Linked DNA regions of Arabidopsis thaliana: region 1 is linked to region 2. Evidence: chromatin contacts called from public HiChIP or PLAC-seq data. All regions are on one chromosome and are shown on one strand. Each heading gives the region's core, a stretch centred on a gene start, on an enhancer-like site or on the middle of the called end of the contact. The rest is flanking DNA. Distances are from core to core; before and after follow the strand shown. Region 1 holds the start of AGL44 (AGAMOUS-like 44). Region 2 holds the start of ALDH6B2 (aldehyde dehydrogenase 6B2).

The links. HiChIP or PLAC-seq counts read pairs in DNA pulled down with a chosen protein or histone mark.
Region 1: an H3K9ac HiChIP or PLAC-seq map of seedling shows a contact between it and region 2, with 3 times the contacts expected there. The contact joins the promoter of AGL44 here to the promoter of ALDH6B2 in region 2. A contact is called at or near these places in 13 of 26 Hi-C or Micro-C datasets (callus, cotyledon, leaf and 4 more), 2 of 2 datasets of contacts at active chromatin or transcription factors (seedling and shoot) and 1 of 3 other capture datasets (root).

What each region holds. Positions count from the first base shown.
Region 1 is chr2:6,016,450-6,020,504 of TAIR10.1, reverse strand. It overlaps AGL44 (AGAMOUS-like 44), which reads right to left and starts at 1,947. Exons shown (of 9, transcript NM_126990.3): 1 at 1,867-1,947; 2 at 1,480-1,696. The coding sequence starts at 1,664.
Region 2 is chr2:5,979,997-5,983,893 of TAIR10.1, reverse strand. It overlaps ALDH6B2 (aldehyde dehydrogenase 6B2), which reads left to right and starts at 1,995. Exons shown (of 19, transcript NM_126989.2): 1 at 1,995-2,232; 2 at 2,316-2,413; 3 at 2,488-2,559; 4 at 2,648-2,809; 5 at 2,878-2,956; 6 at 3,053-3,207; 7 at 3,314-3,377; 8 at 3,640-3,719. The coding sequence starts at 1,995.

The sequences.
Region 1 (4,055 bases), core at 698-3,197, 37 kb before region 2:
ACATTGTGGGTGATTAGAACAAATTTCATTATCTAGATTGGGAATCCATGCTCCAGCATCTTCCCTCTTACTCGTTTTATTGATCGATAAATCAACCCACAATAGGTTAGTTTCGCTTCGCTCCTTGACCTTCTCCAAAAGGTGGTTTCGAGCAAAAGGAATTCTTTCATTCCTTTCTTATTATCTTAGATTTCACACAAACATTTTGACTACTAATTTTATATTTAAATGATGAATGAAGTATGATCATCAAAACAAAAGAATGAAAAAACTACATACATTTAATTCAATTCATTTACCTTCCAAAATATTAGAGACATATATATTTCTTATAAATTGTTGTTAAATATTTAGATTTCAGATGAATGTTTTTCTCCTGTTTTTTATTTACTGTAAAAGTAGATGAATCTTTCATTTTAGCATATATATGTCTCTAATATTTTTGAAATATATATACAAATTGAATATATATATAAGAAAGCTATGAGGGAAATAAATATAATGAAAGAATAATATCAGGGACATAAAATATAGTGATGAATGAAATATATATATCTTACAGATTTTTGAAGTATAAATATTAGAGACATATATATTTTTTAGACAGAAATTTCAGGGAAATGCGCATGAATGTCTTTTCTTTAATTATGTACTTACATTACATACTTAGCTTATACAAAATTGGAAAATGTATTTTTTTAAACACTTGTTAAAACACAGAATCAAATGCTTTTTGTTCTATATTATATGAAAGAAAACCACAAACTAATCTTTTCAAGTTCAAATTTTATCAAATAGCACATGGTCACATATATGTGACATATTACGAATTCAAATCAATTATAATAAAAGGTGAAAATGTAGATAGAGTAAAATACAAACAATTCTAATCAATATAGTCTGTATACATCACATAGTGAAGAAGTAGAAATAATTTTTTTGATCTGTATATAGTACTGGTTCATGTTCTTTCTATAATTGAACACTTAGCAAGGCATAAATCAGTAACCATTTATCTTGATGCACTTGCAACAAACATAGATACACGTGCATATACTTATCGAAAGCTATGAGGGAAATAAAATAATTTGAAGTTAAGAATGTTCAAATCATAATTTGCTATGCAAGTCTTACATGGATATATCGTCTGTATTCAAATCAATGTGTGTAAGATAAACTAAAGCCTATCTAAAGATATATAATAATTTAAGTTTGATTTGAAAAAACGAAGGAGAAACAAACATCAAAAATCATCGTTCAAAATAGCTAAACATGTGCTATAACCCTATCGAGAAACTAATACTTAGACAAAAAAAAAAAGAGAGAGAGACAAAAAGTGTGTAACGATGAGACATTATCATTAGTGACAATTGTATATACACACACATGTCTTGGGATCAAGAGAACTGAGGAATCTAACAGGCAAGACAAATGCAAAATTACTTCATTGACTTGTACTAAGGAAGTAAAGAAGCTAACCTTGAATTGCTTGCGTAGTCGTAGAGCTTTCCGGTGCTAGAGAATATGATAACACCAACTTCTGCATCACAAAGGATCGATAACTCTTTAGCTTTCTTAAGCAAACCACTCCTTCTCTTGGAGAAAGTCACTTGTCTACTTGTAGAGTTATCGATCCTTCGTATAACTATCTTCCCTCTCCCCATCTCTCTCCCCAAAAGACTAACACCAAAACCAACTGCATCAAAGTTTATCAAGAATAAGTAAGCACATCGTAAATGTCAAAATGATCAAATCTAGATAATCTTCCTGATTCAAACTTGACTTAGATTTGTCCTCTTTCATAGATTTCTCCTAGTTTCTTGGATTGAATTTATATACATATGTGTTCGTGAAGATTTGACTTACTTGATCAGGGTTTGCAATAAATGGAAAGAAGAAGGCAGAGGAAGAGGAGAAGCTTCTTTTTTTTTTTCCTTCTCAAAAGATATCTTCTGTGGTTTCTGTTTGTGGTATATATGGCAAGAGAGCGGATTCAGAACAAAACCACTGCTGGTTTTATTACAAAAGAGTAGTTTCAATAAAGCCCCACTTGCGTGAGTATAGTAAACATTTATACTCGCTCTCTTATGCGCAAGTCTGATTGAGTCAAACATTTGACTTCGTAAATTGCTAAAATCACGACAAGAAAAGCGAGTACAGTCGAATTATAGACACGAGCGCGTGAGATTTAAATATCCTCGGACTATCAGGTGTACCCAACCACGAATCGTGGGGCGTTAATACAAGGTGGTATTGAAACAATCAATAGATGACTGACACGTGGATAAGTTAGAGATGCTTTTGTAAAGTCCGAGGGGTAATTTAGTAATTGCAAACAATAGTATCTTTCTGTAATTGACAAATGGTTTTGGCTTTTGGCAGAGCTGGTGCTGTACTTGTACTGTTGTCCGATGATATCTCTTCCACTTATTATTTTATTGTTTTTTTGTGTGGTATCATCTTTTCTGGTTTTGATATTTTTGAGGTTTAAAAAGTCGGACATGCGTATATTTTTTCGAATAATATATGTAATAATCTATATTATCTTTAACTCTAATCCTTGGTCATTGAGTAAAACTTTTTTTAATAAATCTGGCCAATAAATGACTAATGAAAGAGAATATGTAAGTTCTTATTGCATCCGTTTAGAAATTTGGAAGTTTCTATACAATCGAGGATACCATTTTAGTGTGATTTTATTTTACATATATATATTACATGTTGAGTATATATTTTTTAAATTCCTTATTGTTTTTTAATTTTTATATTTTTTCTGTCAATGTAAAATTTTATATATTAATTTCATGAATGTGACACTACTCATGAATCGTTTTACAACCTTGTTCTTTAATCTAGTTGGTATTGGATTCTCCATTCATATTTTAATTTTTCTTGATCTTGAATGAATTTTTATTTCACTTATTACATTGAGTATGTATAAATATTTCTACATCATTGTCATGAATATGTTTACTACTCATAAATGATTTAACTATAACAACTTTGTTCTTAGATAATTTATAAGTATGATTATTTGTTAAATTTAAAGGTCCAAAATGCCAAAAAAAAAAACAAAAAAAAAGCTTAAGATAACAAAAGGTAATTCGGATCGAATATGGTTCGATTTATCTATTGAATTTTTTAACGGTCGAGTAGTCCATCCATTATATTTATTTAGGGATCTAAAGGATGACACTATTTTGACAGTTCAAACAACAGTTGGGTATTTGAAACCCATTGGTAACCAGGATAGGATCTTTATGCTAGAATTAAAGAAATAATTTAGATTGCGTGGATGTGAGACTCAGTGACTTATATCACATGTCATCACTAGGACATGTGAAGGTCATTGTATTGGATGTATGAGCAAAATCTAAAACCAGTTCAAAAATTGACTCTCTGTAACGACATTTGTTTTATTACTGAGGCTGGAAAGAATTCATGATAAGGTCTAATAATTTTCTAGTTGTTAAATTTTCCTTGAGTTTAGTGATCTCTTGGATATAAACTTTAAATATATTGGATACAAAAACTAAGTAAAATTTAATGTAATGAGAGACTGAGAGTATCAGTATGGGCCTAACTCACACCCAAAAGCTAGCTTAAAAGTGGAGGTTTACCATATACTTATTTATTGCTCGACAAATTATTAAAGTCTCGATGTGGGACATATTCTAACATACCTCCCTCACGCTCAGGACTGGACATCTGAAGCGTGAAGTTTGTGGAACTTCACATCCACGGGTGGTCCACAATCGAGACACATTGAAACTATAGGCTCTGATACCATATTAGTATGAGCCTAACTAATACTCAAAAGGTAACTCAAGAGTAGAGATTTACCACATACTTATATATTGCTCCACAAATTATTAAAGTCTCGATGTGGGATATATTCTAATAGAGGGTTTCTATAATTATGGTTGTTGCAAAATTGGTCATTGTGGTGTTCTCAGTTTCTCCCTTCGTAATATTTTCTTCGACTTTCAGGACAGTGGTTGTATTGAGATTGGTTGTCTTAACAACGAACATTTGTTTGAGTAACACTGCTAAAA
Region 2 (3,897 bases), core at 746-3,245:
TATTACTATGCTAACTGTCTAATTATGTTGATTCTAAATAATTTTGCAGGATCTAGAAGACACAACTAGTGCCAACATCACTTGTACAAGACACCACAAGTTTTCAAAGCCACCACTTAGTTTGTTTGTTTTTTTGTGCATTGGTTTGAATAATTGTACATCACAAAACTATATTCCGATATTACACCACTTGTATTCATTGTTCGTTACACTTTGTGTTTATATATATAGTACATAATCTTTATTACAACAAACAATACAATTCTCTCTATTATTCTCTAAAACAATCTTCCTTTTCTCCAAAAAAATATTTCTTTTCTCCAAAACAATCTTCCTTTTCACCAAACAATCTTCTTTTTCTCCAAACATTTATCTTCATAGTTCATCAAACATGAGATCTTCTTCATCTTATAATCTTGACGATAAGTTTGATCAATTTTTCAATGAAACATTATAGAGATATGTTGATCGTCAACCAACCAAGTCAACAAAAATGAGCATATATTGCAAGAGATCGTGAACTAGGACACATCCAGTTGTAGAACGATTATTTCAAAGAAGATGCGACATTCCCTCCTCATATATTGTGACACCGATTTAGAATGAACAAGCCATTGTTTATACGTATTGTTGACGGACTCTCCAATGAAATTTCATGCTTTGAACAAAGAAGAGATGTTATCGGCAGGTTAGGTTTATCGGCACTACGAAGTGTACAACAACAATTCATATGATTGCATATGGTTGTTCAGTGGATGCGGTTGACGAATACCTACAGATTGTGAAAGCACTTCGATATCATGTATGATACATTTTGTTGAATGAATTATATATTTGTTTGGGAAAGAGTATCTAAGTAGACCTACACGACAAGATCTTAAACGACTACTCCGTATTGGAGAGGTACATGAATTTTTTGGGATGATAGGAAGCATCGATTGTATGCACTGGAAGTGGAAGAATTGCCCCACCTTTTGGAAAGGATAATATACACGTGTATCTGGCAAACCGGCAATAGTGTTAAAGGCTATTGCTTTCCAAGATCTTTGGATATGACATACTTTTTTTGGACCTCCAGATTTCTTAAATGATATATATACTTGATTGCTTACCAGTTTTTGATGATAAATTACAAGGTCGAGCTCCAAAAGTGAAATATATCGTCAACTGGACCTACTATCATTTGGTTTATTATCTCACTGATAGAATTTATCCTAAATGGGCTACATTTATCCAATCTATTTCAATTCCACAAGGTCACAAAGATTCTTTATTTGTTACAAATTAAGAAGCTTGTTGTCAAAATGGTTAACGTGCTTTGGGAGTTTTGCAAACTTGGTTTGTAATTGTCAATCCAGCTCTTATTTGGGATAAGAAAAAAATAGGAATGATCATGCGAGCATGCATAATACTTCCCAATATGATAGTAGAGGATGAACAAGATAAGTACATTCAGTTTGATGCAGCTGAATTCACACAACCAAAATCAACCAGCTCTTTACAAATGGATTTCAACTATTTTACAGATATGCTTTCAAATCTCGGCAATATTATGGCCGCTCGAGCCCGAGTTCGTGATCTGGCTATACATCCACAATTGAAAGCTAATTTGGTTAAGCATATATAACAAACATTTGGCGGGAATTAAGCTAACAATTAATCGTTATTCTGATTTTCGATTTTCGTATTTTATATATGCTTTTATGTCATGTATCTTTAAAATTGGTGTATTTGCAATAACTATTCAGTTTTATAAAATAAAATATTTATAATTTTTATTTTAATAATAATTTTTTTTTAAAAGCCCACTTTTTTCATTAGACAAAAAAAATTTAACAATCTATCCAAAACTCTTAAATTTGAATTTGATAAAATTTATAATTAAAAGATTTGGAAGAGCCCCATAAAAAGCTCTTGGACTTGCTTTTAGTTTTAAAATTGTTAAGGCTAAATATCTTTTTTTTTTTTGTCAACCATGTACATATATCTTGGTGATGGTGAGAGTCAAACAAAAGAATCTTGAATCTTATAGATCTAACGGTACATATCCACCCACGTGGCGAAATCCAACCACTTCATTCGCACCCGATCAACATCGAGTCAGCATTCACTCATCACTCAAATCCAAAACCAAAAGGAGACGCTTATACAAAGAAGCAGACGACAACACCAAACTCCGATCATCATCATCAACAACAACAACAACAACAACGATGCTGCTTCGAATTTCTGGTAAAAATCTCGATTCTCTTGTACTCGAATCAAAATCTGCAGACTTCGATACTATCGAAGCTAGTTTTTGTTACTGTTTTCAGGTAACAATCTGAGACCTTTGAGACCACAATTTCTCGCTCTTCGAAGCTCTTGGTTATCAACTTCGCCGGAGCAATCTACTCAACCACAAATGCCTCCGGTGAGTTCTTAGATCGATTTCGATGTGATTTTTATTCAAAAGTTTTGATTTTTCGATGTGGGTTCTGTTTTCAGAGAGTACCAAATCTTATTGGAGGTTCTTTTGTTGAGTCTCAATCATCTTCGTTTATCGATGTTATAAACCCTGTAAGCAAACTCTCTTATGAGTCCTATACTCTTGTTTGATTACTTAAAGGTTTGAACTTTGAAGTAAATTCTGATTTGCTATTATTAGGCTACACAAGAGGTTGTATCTAAAGTTCCATTGACTACTAATGAAGAGTTTAAAGCTGCGGTATCCGCTGCGAAGCAAGCGTTTCCGTTGTGGAGAAACACGCCGATTACTACCCGGCAGCGTGTTATGCTAAAGTTTCAAGAGCTTATACGCAAGAATATGGTAGCTACCTGGTTTAGTTTGCTATGATCTTGATATGTGCTTGGCTGAAAGTTTTGATTTTTCTGTAGGATAAACTTGCTATGAACATCACAACCGAGCAAGGGAAGACTTTAAAGGATTCACATGGTGATATCTTCCGTGGGTTAGGTTAGTATTTTATTTATGTATTGTAGGTTTGATTATATGATTGACAAGAAGAGGAGAACCTTAGTGCTTATTTTTGGTACATGGTTTCTTACGCAGAGGTTGTGGAGCATGCGTGTGGAATGGCAACCTTACAGATGGGTGAATATCTCCCCAATGTGTCGAACGGAGTTGATACATATAGTATTAGAGAGCCATTAGGTGTTTGTGCTGGCATTTGTCCTTTTAACTTTCCAGCCATGATTCCTTTATGGGTAACATGCTAAGCCCTTTTTTATATGGCTTCATTATGTATATCGTTAATTCTTTGTGATTCTCTTATGTGAATTCTGCGTATTTATTATGTGTTTGTTAGTGCAGATGTTTCCTGTTGCAGTGACATGTGGTAATACCTTTATTCTGAAGCCATCAGAGAAGGATCCCGGTAAAATACCCTTATTCCTTCGAACTATTCCAGTTACTAATAGACACTTCTGTGGTGTTTAATTGATGTATGGGAAGTTCAAGATGTCTTGACTTTCAGATCATGTTGTAACATATCGTTGATGCCAGTGTAGTGAACATGCATTTTACTACCACCGCCAATGTGATGAGCGAAATGTATTGTTGATTGACTGTTTTCCACTATAGCTATAGAGGTCCCTTCTATTGATTGGTTGATTATTGATATTACTTGCTTTCTCCAGGTGCTTCTGTAATACTTGCCGAGTTGGCAATGGAAGCTGGTTTACCTGATGGGGTTCTCAATATCGTTCACGGAACCAATGTAGGTTATGTTTAAACTTTCTGCTCTTTCTAAATTTCTTATTTGTTAGCATTTGAATTGTTAAAGTAAGGATCCCGTCGAGAGATATTATGGTGAATATTCTAGTTTGCAATTAGAGTAACCTAGTTTGTAAAGATTCCGCACTATTACCTTCACTTTCTTTGTTGTCACTGAAAAT